2 separate regions of the Mus musculus genome follow, and region 2 is linked to region 1. The links are chromatin contacts, called in public promoter capture Hi-C maps. All regions are on one chromosome and are shown on one strand. The core of a region is the stretch at or near the end of the contact, and the rest is flanking DNA. Distances in the headings are between cores, read along the strand shown.

Region 1 (6,707 bases), core at 2,239-4,738:
AGTACTCGGATGAAAGGAGTGTGCCACCACGCCCGGCTCCATGCCTTGTTTTTGAAGAGGATGAGGAACCAGACCGGCTCCATTGTGAAGGCAGGAGCCATTATACTGAGCTGTTAAAAATACTTTTCTGTCCTTGTTTCTTGGAAATTGACCTACTCCATCCCATGCTTTGACTTGTTTTGGGGAATACAGACCCTCCTTACTCCCTCCCCAACTAACCCTCCTTAATCGCATGGTGACCACTGGGTGATGCCTGCTGTGTTTTTGAGCTTTTTTGTTGTTGTTTTTTTGTACTTCTTTACTGCTCCATTGTCTTCTGTTAACCTGCTTTGCAACTACAATGATTTTACTCTTTAAAAGGGTCCTAAGAAACAGACTCAGGACTGTTTTCTTTAACCCAGTGCTGGCCAGCTTTCGGGTGCACCCCAATAACTAACAATCAAGCTGGCTTCAAATTTGGTTCACAATTATGGCAGTGGTCTTATTCACACCTGATGGGATTGACAAGCACACGGGACCTGTCTGCCATCACAGTCAGCGGCAGAAGCCATTAGGTCAGGCTTCCTGACTCTTGAGCTCTGAGGATGCTCCATCCCCACCAAAGTGCTGGTCATTTTCTAACATTTCAGCATGCCTTAGAAACATTTGAATACTTGTGTCTTAGGATTTCCATTGCTGTGATAAAACACCATGACCCAACAGCAAGTTGGGGAGGAAAGGATTTATTTAGCTTACATTTTTTTTTTCATAGTGCTCTTAATCATTGAAGGAAGTCCGGTCAGAAACTTGGAGGTGGGAGCTGATGCAGAGGGGTGCTGCTTACTGGCTTGCTCCCCCGTAGCTTGTTCAGTCTGCTTTCTTACAGAGCCCAGGGCCACCAGTCACACTGGGCAGGGCCCTCCCTTGTTGATCACCAATTAAGAAAATGCCTTACAGCCAGATCTTATGAAGAAGGCATTTTCTCGATTGTAGTATCCTCGTTTCAGACAACTGGCTCATGTCAAGTTGACATAAAACTAATCGGGACATGTGATGGATACATTCTGAAAGAGAGGGCGGAGAACCCCAAACACCACATTCTGTAAGAGCCGCTTAGCAGAGGCTTGGATGCACACCTTAGGGACAGAGGAATAGGTAACAAGAAACGGTGTCACAGGACGGCTGTTCTGTCCTTCTCAGGGACCTGTGACAGTTGGTTTGCTGCAGCCTCCATACAGGGAGGGGCAGGAGGGAAATATGTCTGTGAGTGTGGAGTCCTGACATTCCTTCTGCCCATCCACCCTCAATAAAGCACCCGGGACGCCATCTTGGCTGGATGGGGTGCCTGGGGTCGACAGCTAGCAAGTCCTTTGTGTTCTGCCTGCAGGTGTGTCTGTGTGAGGGTGTCAGATCTCCTGCCCCTGGAATTACTGACAGTTGTGAGCGGCACATGGATGATGGGAATTGAACCCAGGTCCTTTGGCAGAGCAGTTAGAGATCTTAACTGATGGACCTTCTCTCCAGCACCCCCTTTGTCCTCTCCTTTGACTTGACCTGTTCTCTAGGTAAGCTGTTAGGTGTTTTTGCTTTTGTTCCTCCCATAGCTGTGCTCCCTGCCCCCGCATCCCCACTGTACCCTTTCGACTTTCCAGTCCTCCATACTTGGTCCTAACTCCAGGGGTTGTAGTGCTAGGTCTTCATGTCCGCAGCTGGCACTGAAAGAGTTGGGGAAAGCATGGGAGATTTTCAGATTTGCCAGAACGGAGCTGGCAGTGGCCATTAGGGATTGGGATCAGGAAATGGGTGCAGTTGTCTAGAAGTAGCTGGCAAGGAAGCAGGGATGGGGAGGGGGTGGGGGTGGGCAGTGCTTCACAGATGACAGACAGAGCCTGGTCTCCTGTGAGGGTGAGGCTAAGTCAGCTATCATCATATCAATACAATGCCTTCCAATCACAGGTTCAAGAGAATGCTGCAGTCTCCCACCTCCAGCAGGACTGAGGTTCCATTGACCCGGAGGACACCTTTGTTCTTTGTTCCCACCCTGGAGCAGACCGTGATGGATGACGTACAGAACTCTTTCTCCCTAGCCTCCTTAGGGTCCCCAGCCCCACCCTACTGAAGGAAGCATTCAGGGTGCCCCCACCCCCAAATCCACTTCTGCCTTCTCCCTGCCTCGATCCATCTGAAGTCTCTCCCATCGTCACCTGGTTCCTTGTCATTTTCTCCCACAACAGTATCTCCCCTAATAAAAGCCATCCTGTTAGGTTCCTATTAGAGCCTTCCTCTGAGATCCAGCCCGACACAGTCACACGGTAAGAGGGGCTTCTGAAGCCAACTGATGACCCCCACTCTGTGATCCAATCATGCGCACATGCTGGGTAACAGGATCTGGCTTCATGGCGTCTCCCCAATTCTGATGCAGTACGCTTTGCTTTGCTTTTTACCAGTAGCACGCAGAGAGAAATTTCACTTAGAGTGTGGTAGGAGTTGAGAGAAAGCTAACTTGTGCTTTTAGGAAGGGATGAGCCGTCCCTGCCTCCCCCGACCCTGAGTACAGCATAAGAAACTCACAGTCCAGGGCCTTCACTAAGGGACCCTGGGTATTCGCCCACCAAAGCCCTGGTTCTCAACCGTCCTAATGCAGCGACACTTTAACGCAGTTCTTCATGTTGTGGTGACCCATATTTTTGTTGCTACTTCACAACTGTAATTTTGGTGCTGTTATGAACCATAATGTAAACACCTGACATTCAGAATATCTAATTAGATAGAACCTAGGCGTGGGGGTCGCGACCCACAGGTTGAGAATCAGTGAAGGCACCTGCTCAGTGCTCTCTTAAGCACCTCCATGACCCCCGAGACCACCCAGAAGCAACCAGGCACAAAATTTAGTTTCTGTTTACTTCTAAACCTTTCTCCAGCTGACCTCCAAGCAGTCTCAAGGCAACATGGGTTTTTTTGTTTTTTTGTTTTTGTTTTTTTTTTGGGGAGGGGGGGTAACAGGGTGGGGTTTAGAGTGGGAATACGTCCAGAAATTGTAAACTTAACCCACTCTTAACATAATGACTTTCCTACTTCTAAAGATTGTACTAAAACCCTAAATTTCTTTTTACTAGAAAAAGGCTCAGAGTATTTTCTGGAATTCCAAATATTTTCACGAGCCAGTTTACTTAGGACAGATACTGGAACAGTTGTCTTTCTTTGGCTATTTTCAAACTCTAATAAATACAAGAGGATTCCCAACTCCCACACTAACTGAAGATGCATCTTCAACTCGGCGATATGGAGAAGATGGCAACACAAGCTACAACTCTCAGTCCCCAAAAGTTTTGTCGAAAGTGATTAGAAAAAAATATCTTACTTTAGAAGAGTGAGTCCACACAGTCCTCCAGATTCCTTCAGGAGACAAACTTCAGATCTCTGCGCAGGAGAAGTCACATGCTGATTAATGCACGCTGGGAGGTGGAGTTCAGGTCCCCTCCGAGTCCTTTTGCTAATGCCTGTTAAGTAAGCTTTTAAGAAGTGTTTGCCACAGCCGTGCACTTTAGATGTGTCCATGCTGCCATCTAGTGATCAGAACGTGGAACTGTGAACGCCAAACAAAGGCCTGTCTTTTGTTTGTGCAAGTTACTTAGCAGGCCAGATCCAATGGCCAGGAAGGTGGAAGGCTGCTGGAAAACACACAAGGGACCCGAGGCACTAAATACTCTGGTCTTCCTAGCTCTTAACCCAGATTGCTTTGAGCGGGGAAAAGAAAACTTCCTTGGGGCTAAAGTCTTGTTTCTGACGTTAATCCCTCAGCTGCAGAATGCTGGCATCCTGAGTGCACTGGGCCTGAGCCGAGGAGCACACCCAGCTAGGATGGGAATCTTGAAATGAACAGAGCAAAATATCATGCAATCAAGTTGGTTGAAGACTACAGGAGCCACGAGGAAAGGGCTAGGTCTTGGCTGGGTCGGAGACTTGTGAGTTAACCTGGCTAGTGTCACAGTGATCATGGAGGTCATGTGTGAATGTCCTGCATAAATCCAGGGGCTCGACACATTTGGCACACTTTGCCATGGGCTCTGGCACTGCAAAGGCTACAAAACAAAGCTATCAGATTGCGAGCCTCCTTTGTCACCTGGGCTGGCCAGCCATGCAGGTCTGCTGGGGACGCAGGCTGTACTTTCTGAGGGCTTCCTTCTTGAAGAGAAAAGTGATGCCTCCCAGAAGGTTCTGGGTTCTGCTCCTCTTTCTGAGTGGCTCCTAAAGTGTGGGTTTCACAGTCAGTCAGTTGGATGCACGTGGGTTGGACGGAGCAGAGCAAGACAGAGAGCTGGTCCTTTAAGGCAGGCACAGGGTGGCTTCCTGTGCTGCTCAGTGTGTGGGTGCTTTCTGTTCCTCCCTCAAGCTCCTGCCTCAGGCCCTGGCTTCAGTCTCTAGCACGGTATAAAGCCCAGAGTGCTAGCACCGAGCACAAATAGATGTAAGAGCATCACAAAGTTTGCTTAGAACTTCACAGCCAGCCTGGACTACAGAAGACCCTTATTCAGAACAGCTGACCCCCTCAAAGGGGAAAAAAGAGCCCAGTTTAAAAATAAAAAGACATAAATCCTATGTCTCCCTGAAATAGCTGAGTAAGCAGGACCTGTAAACTGGCCAACCTACAGCGTTCTTATATGGAGGAGAAGGAAACAGCGGCTCTGCGTTCTTATATGGAGGAGAAGGAAACAGCGGCTCTGCCAGGGTGGTGAGGAGGGGACATGGTGTGCAGGTGAAGCCCAGCGTCTGCCACACACCTGCAGGATAAACGGCAGCTTATTACAGCAGACACTTCTGTGTGTGCTCCTTGCTCTAATAGACTTGTCTTTCCCTCAACTTGCCAGGGCTTTGAAAGGCGTTTGCTTTTAATGACTATGAGAGTGCTCCAGGATTAACTTCTGTCTCTGTCTCTGCCTCTCTCCCCCAAATAAGGGACCTATCTGTAGTCCCTGTACTTGGGAGGCTGAGGTAGGAGATTAACGAGGACAAAGTAGGTTTCATAGTAAGACCTAATCTCAAAGGAAGAAGATTCACTTTCAGAAGTATGTGGTTTCAATCCTGAACAAAAGCAGGACCCCTGCCCCAAACTCAAACTGTTTTACAAGGAGTTATGACTTAGGATTAACGTAAACATTTAAAATTGTGTATGTGTTTAGGTAAACATGGAAGGCAGAGGGCAGTTGGTATTGTTCTGTGGAAGCTACCCAGCTTGCTTTTTCACACAGGATCTCAATGGCCTGAACTCACCTAGTAGGTTGGGGTGGCAGGAGAGCCAGCCCCAGGGATGAGCTTGTCAGACCTCAGTAGCACTTGACTAGCGTGCCACATGGCACATGCTTGGGTCTTTATGCAGGTGCTGGGGATCAGAAAGTCCTCATGTTTGTGTGACAGTCACTCAACTCACTGAGCCCTTTCTCCAACCCTAAATTGACACTTTAAAGGTAAGAAACAAAGCCTGTCATTTTGTTAACACAAGTTTGTTGTGTAGCAGTTTCCTCTGAGATTGAAACATTCCACCCTGCAAGGAAGCTCCTTAAACAGGAAGGTAAACAATTCAAAGTAGTTCCAGGAAGTCCCTGAAACCGAGCAGATTCACTAGGCACCCTGCCAGAGTGAGCAATAAAAGCCTGAGTCCCTCTCACAAGAGTAGTTAACTCATCAAGACAACACTTAGACAAGCCAAGCTGTGGATAAGACTCAGAAAAGACAAGCTGAAAAGGAGATTCTAAGACCAGACCTGGTGCCTAGAAGAAGCAAAACCTAGCCAAAATACTGGAAGAGGCTTAGACTAGTCACTTGGAAGAGACACCTTCCAGCCTACTGAGTAGCCTGTAGACCATTCAGTGTGTTCCAGGTTCCTACCTTTTGTGAGCTGCCATCTGTGCTGAGGTTGGGGTAAGCCTTGGGGATCCAACTGCCTTCAAGCCATCTCTGCTCCTGTAAGGAACTTCTCACCCATATCTGTATAAGTAACCCCAGGTCAAAGTCATGGTTCACTGGGCTATACTTTGGTGATAACTATATTTTGGTTTGTCATGGACTTCCTGTCAGGGGTGAGTAGATGTGGGAAGCCACTTTAGCCTTAGAGACCCCATCTTGTATAATCTTGTATTTATAAGGAGCAGCTAAATTCCCAGAAACAATTTCTGGCCCCAGGTGCCCCAAATGAACGGAAGACTAAGGTTTTGTTGATTAGCACCCAGTCAGGAGTGAAACGCAGTAGCTGTAAAAGAGGCAGATTGGCTGGTGTCAAGCCAGGTTAAATGACCAGGGAAGCCATCTGAGGTATTTTATAGGTAGTAACCCACTTAAGATGCCAGGTGTGAAAGACAGTTAGAAATGTACAACATGCATGTACCTGGTTGGCTTCCCCTACCCTACCTAATTTGGGTGTTTTTGTTTTAAAAGGTTGCTCTACTAGAGAAAGGACCCAAGGAGCTGAAGGAGTTTGCAGCCCCATAGGAGGAACAACCAGTACCCTCAGAGCTCCCAGGGACTAAACCACCAACCAAAGAGTACACATGGAGGGACCCATGGCTCCAGTAGCATATGTAGCAGAGGATGGCCTTGTCTTGCATCAATGGGAGGAGAGGCCTTGATCCTGTGAAGGTTCTATGCTCCAGTGTTGGGGAATATCAGGACAGGGAAGCCGGAGTGGGTGGGTTGGTGAGCAGGGGGAGGCAGGATGGAATAGGGGGTTTTCG
Region 2 (6,707 bases), core at 2,613-5,112, 200 kb before region 1:
AGACTCTGCAGATGACAGTAAGCTGTGTCTTGACACATGCACATGGGTTTTACTTGATATGTTTTATTGTTTGCATACAAAGAATGAGGTGTCATTCTGACATTTCCTTCAAACGATTTGTTTTAGTCATTTCTTTTCCCTTCCTCTCTTCCCGTCTTTCTTCCTCTTTTCCCCTGTCTCTACCCTCCCTGCTGTCTCCCTTTCTCCCCTCCTCCATCTCCCTTCCTCTTCTTCCCATCTCCCTTTCCCTTTCTTCCCCTGTGACCTCTCACTTCCAGTCACTCCATTCCAATTTTGTGTCACATGTCACCTTTTACCTTCCCTTGTATACTTTGTTAATTATGAATATACTACTTAAGCTTCAGAAAGATTTACCTAAAAAATACACTGTAATTTTATTGTAATTCATTGAAATTTATAACAATGTAAATTCATTGTAAGTTATAACATTTACTTTCATTGTGATATATGGGATGAAAAAACAAAAGAAGTAAAGATAGACGGACAGACAGATAGTCATGAATTCCAGGTCAGAAATTTTACAGAATCCTAGTTTGACTACCATAGCATCAAGGGAAACTATGAATGCTATCCCAAGCATCAAAGACTGTGAGTGTGTGTGTGTGCATGTACATGTTCATGTGTGTGTGTGGGGGGTGAGGGTATAGTCCAGTCCAGTGGCAGGGCATTTGCTTGGCATGCATAAGGCTTTAGGTTCAATGGAGAAAGAGAGAGAGAGAGAAAGAGAGAGAGAGAGAGAGAGAGAGAGGGAGAGAGAGAGAGAGAGAGAGAGAGAGAGAGAGAGAGAGAGCATGCAGACACTCACACACACACATGCTCATGATTTCTGAGCTAGAGCTAGACACGGTAGTACAGGCCTATAATCCAAGCTAAAGGACGCTAAAGCAAGAAGATAACAAGTTACAGGTTACCTTGGGCTACCCCATCAATTCAGGACCAGCCTGGGCAACTTTATGAGATACTGCCTCAAGTCAAGAAAGGAAGAAAGCAAGAAAGGAGGAAAGAAAGAAAGAAAGAGAGAGAGAGAAAGGAAGGAAGGAAGGAAGGAAGGAAGGAAGGAAGGAAGGAAGGAAGGAAGGAAGGAAGAAAGATTGTTTAAATGCCCTAATTCTAGCAAATAGTACAGACTCTAGGCTAAGGGGTCAAGGCCAGCCTGGGTTAGAATTTCAACTCTGAGCAAACAGTGGTGGTACCCCCTTAATCCCAGCACACAGAGACCCTTTAATACCAGCACACAGGAGGCAGAAGCAGGCAGATCTCTGAGAGTCTGAGGCCAGCCTGCTCTACCAAGTGAGTTCCAGAACAACCGGGACTATACAGAGAAACTTGTCATCAAAAAACAAGCAATTTCATCTGTCAGCTGGCGGCTGCTGTATGATACCAGCCATGTTCTCCAGTGCTCCCAGAAAGGAATCTCGAACTTACTCATATCTTAGCTGGTGAGAGCTTTTGGTGCCACTTCTAGGAATCTGGCCTCAGACAAGGAAATAGGCTCAGATAAGAATATCAGAAACAGTGAGCATGGGGGGTTTTGTTTACTACTTTGCTTGACTATTTTGTCTTTGATCTAAGAGCTGACCGTGATGTCTGGATGCACCTAGAATGGTACAAAAGCTGCAGAAAACTAAAGCTGCTTCAGCCTCAGCACTGGCTGGGGTCGGGTTATCATTTTGTCTAATTGCTTTTTCTTTTTCAATCCTCACTCCCTCCCTTGAGACCCGGTTGACTGATTGAGCTGGCTTGGTCACTTAGAAAGCTTTCAAAATTGTGCAGGCAAACGTCCTGGGGACGTGGTTCAGCTGGTGAAGTGCTTGTCCTCAAGGAGGGCCCGGGTTGAGATTCCACTGTAATCCTGGCAATGGGAGAGTGGAGACTGTGGCTAACTCGTCTAGGCATTCACTGAGCTTGGGGTTCAGTGAAAGTCCCGGACTCAATAAATAAGGTAAATATGACTGATGACAGTCAACACCAACCTCTGGATCACACACACACACACACACACACACACACACACACACACACACAATTATGCAGGCTTACTATGTAGTTCAGCATGGATGTTCCTCAAACCATTAAAAATGGTGACACTCAACCTGTATTAGTAGCTCAAGCCTTTAATCCTAGCACTCGGAAGGCAGAAACTTGTGAAGTTTGAAGCCAGCCTGCCAGGGCTACACAGAGAAACCCTGTCTTGAAAAAAAAAAAAGCAAACAAGGCAAATTAACAAAGAATACAAAACAAAAACAACTCTGTCTCAAAAACAATAGCAATAAAAAGAACCACTAGGAATAAGCCCCCCCCTCCCCCATAACAGCTGCACCACTCCTTCCGATACCTGAAGGATCCTAGGACAGCATAGTGCAGAAATATCTGTGTAGCCATTTGGTTGCGGCATGATAGCCAAGTGATGGAATCAGCCCAGATGCCCACTAACAGACAAATGGTTAAAGAAAATCACACACACACACACACACACACACACACACACACACACACACACACATTTTCCATAGGAAAAATGATGTAATTAGGCTGTGCATGATGGTAAACACTTATATCTCCAGCACATGGGAGGAGGAGGCAGGAGGATCAGGAGTTCAGGTGGTCCTCAGTTACATTGGGAATTCAAGGTCAGCCTGAACTACATGGGATCCTGTCTCAAAAGCCAGAAAAAAAAAAGAAGGTAAGGATAATGAAGACAATAAAAATTGGTAACAAAACAACAACATAAGACAAATGAGAATGAAAACAAGATATGGCATGTTTTTACTCATGTTGACTCTAGATGTAAATATATGTATTCATAAGTGTACGTATATAGGACACCATAATGGAAAGAAACTCCTTGAACGAGGGAGGGATCACGTGGTGGCAAGACCCAGTAAAAAGTGAATATGGGCAGAGAACATGGTGCACTCACATGAAACTATCATAAAGAAACCTACCACACTGTTGGATGACAGACTCTCATTTAAAAAAAAAATGTCAGCACGGTATTCAGGCTTTAGGATTGGGGTGTAGTTCGGTGGTGGTACAATGTGTGCTTAGTATACTCATGGTTCTGGGTCTCTCTCTCTCTCTCTCTCTCTCTCTCTCTCACACACACACACACACACACACACACACACCACACACACACTTGCACACACTCCCCTCCCAAATATTTAGGCTCCTCATTAGCATCAACAACCAAACTTTACTAGTGCTCTCCCCAATCCCTTGTGTTTATTTCAAACCTGACGCACGAGGCTTCAAAGCAGAAAAAGAAAACCCGGACATCCTAGGGTCGGCGAACTTTGATTAACTAAAAGCTACAAGCATCCAGATGATTGCAACAGTAACCCTGTCCGGAGGGAGAAAGGTAAGTCCTCTTAGGAAATGCTTGAGCAGAGAATCACCACAATAAGTAGACAGCAGACATACCGTTTGTTTCATATACACAACTTCCGCCTTCCAAGGTCACTGAAGACCCAGCGAGGGAGGGTCAGTGTCCACAACTGGCCTGAACTCCCAGGCCATTCCCCCAACTGCCCACAGCTGCACCTACTGACCTGGACCCGCATGGGGGGTGTGGGGGGTGACTGTGCGTCCTACCTGGATCAGCCCGTGCTGGTGCAGGGCGCTGTGCACATAGCCGGGGACAGTCGCCGGTAGCTCCAGGGAGCCATTCCCGTTGCTCACCCGCCAGCTCCCGCTCAGGCTGTAGCTAGGACCTGCCACCACGCAGCCGGCCCGAAATAGCGCCAATATCAAGAGCAGGTGAAGATGCATGCTGACCGCTCGCAAGCAGGAACCCGGCAGTGTCGCCCAAGCCTTGCCAAGGCCTGGACGCTGTGTCCCCGCCCCGAGCACGGACCCGCCCCCAGGTCAGCTGAGCGCTTCCCGCAGCCCTGCAGGGAGGAACTGAAGCCGGGACCCGCCACGCGGGTACAAGCACCGCCCAGGGCCAGGGTCTCTGCGACCTGTGAGCTGGGCTTCTCGCTCCAGCTCGATCCTGTAAGTGGGGCGCTCATCCGAATGATGAAAAGCGACAGAAAAGTCTGGAAAGCAGAGTCTGACCATTTGGGAGACGACAGGTGCGCGTCCACAATAGTACGCAGGCTCTGCCCGGGGACAGCTCCTACCACGCCTGACCAGCAGATTGTACATGGTCCCCCGGCCCCAGGATTTGTCAGGCTGAACGCTCCCTCAATACGCGACCTGCTGGGACTAAACAGTGCTAACTATAAACTCGTAGGGTTGCTTCAACTGTTGACTGAGAGGCGCCATGTGCTCCCTGTTAGTGGTGGCTACATCATGGAGCTGCTTCTGAGGTTCCTATGAAACTGCGTTAGTGTTACAGGTGAGTCTGAAATTCCCTCCTTCACTGTTGAGTTGTGGGACTGAACAAGCAACAGAATTCCCATTCCCTGAATTTAAAAGAATGCAGATGCCAAGCGTGCTGGCGCACGCCTCTAATCCCAGCACTTGGGAGGCAGAGGCAGGCGTATTTTTGAGTTCGAGGCCAGCCTCCTCGAACAAAGTGAGTTCCAGGATAGCCAGGGCTACACAGAGAAACCCTGTCAAAAAAAAAAAAAAAAAAAAAAAGAATGCAGACGCTTAGCCGGGCCGTGGTGGCATACGCCTTTAAGCCCAGCACTTGGGAGGCAGAGGCAGGCGGATTTCTGAGTTCGAGGCCAGCCTGGTCTACAAAGTGAGTTTCAGGACAGCCAGGTCTACACAGAGAAACCCTGTCTCGAAAAAAACAAAACAAAACAATGCAGACACTAATTTCAGAGACGGAGACGCAGGCTGGGTTCTTCATCTTCTTTTAAATAAACAAAACACCCCACATTTTACTTACTAATTTCATGGAGGAGTTGAATGGGGGTTCCTGCCACAGCGAGCGTGTGGAAGTCAGCAGACAGCTTGTGAGGAGTCCCAGGGCTAGAACTTAGGGTGTCAGGCTTAGAGACATTCCCCCTTAACGGCTGCTCTATCTCATTGGCCCCTGGGTTCTTCTCATGAAGCAAAACTCGGAATATATATATATATATATATCTACTACAGCTTAAGCAAGGACATTGAGAGACGCTTCAGAAAGGACAGCAGTACCCAGAGGACAAAGTTCAGCTGTCTCAAGGCAGAAGAGCAAGCATAAGGAAGTTGAAGTTGGTGTTTTCTGTGCGTTTGAAGTTACACTGTTTAAAAGACAGGTGAAGGGAGGTGCAGGTAGTGGCTCACAACCTGTAAGCCTGAAGTCTAACGACACTGTGACTGGCTATAACCTGGAATCAAGGCACTTAGGAGACAGAGGGAGGAGGATCAGGAGTTCAAGACTGTCGTTGTCTACATAGGGACCTTGAAGCCAGCTTGTTTCAAAAATGTAACAATGGTTGGACGGGAGAGGTGACTCAGTGGTTAAGAGCACTTGTTTTTTGTTTGTTTGTTTGTTTGTTTGTTGTCTTTTGTTTAGTCGGCAGATCTGCAACTTCATTCGGCATTCAGCAGGTTAGTTCTCATCCACACCGACCTTCTATAGATTTCTGAATGTGGTACCAGGTAGGTAAGTTAACAGTTTGTAGAATTTGTTTGGTGAGTCCCCATCCTCATTATGTTTTCTGGACAAACGTACATGAATATATGATGGAGCATTGAGCCCGGCATCAGTGTAAACATCTGGAGTTCCCATTTCCTTCATGGCAAATGTCCCAAGGGGCACGCTCCTTGAAGCCTACTTCGGTGTGTGTGCTTGAGAATGCTAATGGCGCATTCTCTGGTCATCACTTCTTTTATGGCAGAATGGCTCTTCTGCTCGCCGCTTTTCTTTGTGGGAACCATTTTGCCAGGCCAAGTTCAAGAACACTCATTCTTGCAGAGGACTTGCATTCAATTTCCAGCACCCACTTTGTGACTCACAGACACCTGTAACTCTCGTCCCAGTAAATCCAAGGTCCTCTACAGACCTCTGATGGCATGAGACATGCATGTCCTGTACATACATATAGACATAAATACATACCGTTGAGATATAAATTCACATTAAATAATAAATAATTTTTCATTAAAGTAATAATAGCAAGTAAGATTAAGTCTGTAGGTGTAGGTGGGGAATGCTCCAATAGAATTGCTCATGGAGATTAGGAACACAGAAGAGCCTGGTGCCTCATTCCAAGCCAGAAGCTGCAAATGTGGAAATTCTTAAACCCATTATTATGCACTCACTGATAAGTGGATATTAGTCCAGAAACTTAGAATTCTCAAGATGCAATTTGCCAAACACAAGAAAATCAAAAAGAAGGAAGACCAACATGTGGATACTTCATTCCTCCTTAGAATAGGGAAAAAAAATACCCATGGAAGGAGTTACAGAGACAAAGTTTGGATCTGAGACAAAAGAATGGACCATCCAGAGACTGCCCCACCTGGGGATCCATCCTATAATCAGGCACCAAACCCAGACATTATGGCATATGCCAGCATGATTTTGCGGAAAGGACCCTGATATAGCTGTCTCTCGTGAGGCTAGGCCAGTGCCTGGTAAATACAAAAGTGGATGTTCATAGTCATCTATTGGATGGAACACAGGGCCCCCAATGGAGGTGCTAGAGAAAATATCCAAGGAGCTGAACGGGTCTGCAACCCTATAGGTGGAACAACAATATGAACTAACCAGTACCCCAGAGCTCGTGTCTCTAGCTGCATAT

What was found. Promoter capture Hi-C pulls out the DNA fragments that hold promoters and counts their contacts.
Region 2: a contact with region 1 is called in a promoter capture Hi-C map of embryonic stem cells, with 3 times the contacts expected there. The contact joins the promoter of Manba here to the promoter of Bdh2 in region 1. A contact is called at or near these places in 11 of 39 promoter capture datasets (the C10 cell line, the HPC-7 cell line, cranial neural crest and 7 more), 5 of 484 Hi-C or Micro-C datasets (Th17 cells, embryonic stem cells, gonadal supporting cells and 1 more), 6 of 115 datasets of contacts at active chromatin or transcription factors (bone marrow-derived macrophages, embryonic stem cells, extraembryonic endoderm stem cells and 2 more) and 2 of 9 other capture datasets (adipose tissue and pancreatic islet).

What each region holds. Positions count from the first base shown.
Region 1 is chr3:135,278,002-135,284,708 of GRCm38.p6, reverse strand. It overlaps Bdh2 (3-hydroxybutyrate dehydrogenase, type 2), which reads right to left and starts at 3,488. Exons shown (of 10, transcript NM_001172055.1): 1 at 3,341-3,488. It overlaps Gm46826 (a long non-coding RNA gene), which reads left to right. Exons shown (of 3, transcript XR_001783991.2): 2 at 1,367-1,544; 3 at 1,936-2,277.
Region 2 is chr3:135,482,766-135,489,472 of GRCm38.p6, reverse strand. Manba (mannosidase, beta A, lysosomal) reads right to left here and starts at 3,862. Exons shown (of 17, transcript NM_027288.3): 1 at 3,616-3,862. The coding sequence starts at 3,792. Gm30992 (a long non-coding RNA gene) reads left to right here and starts at 3,872. Exons shown (of 3, transcript XR_376111.4): 1 at 3,872-4,363; 2 at 5,477-5,511.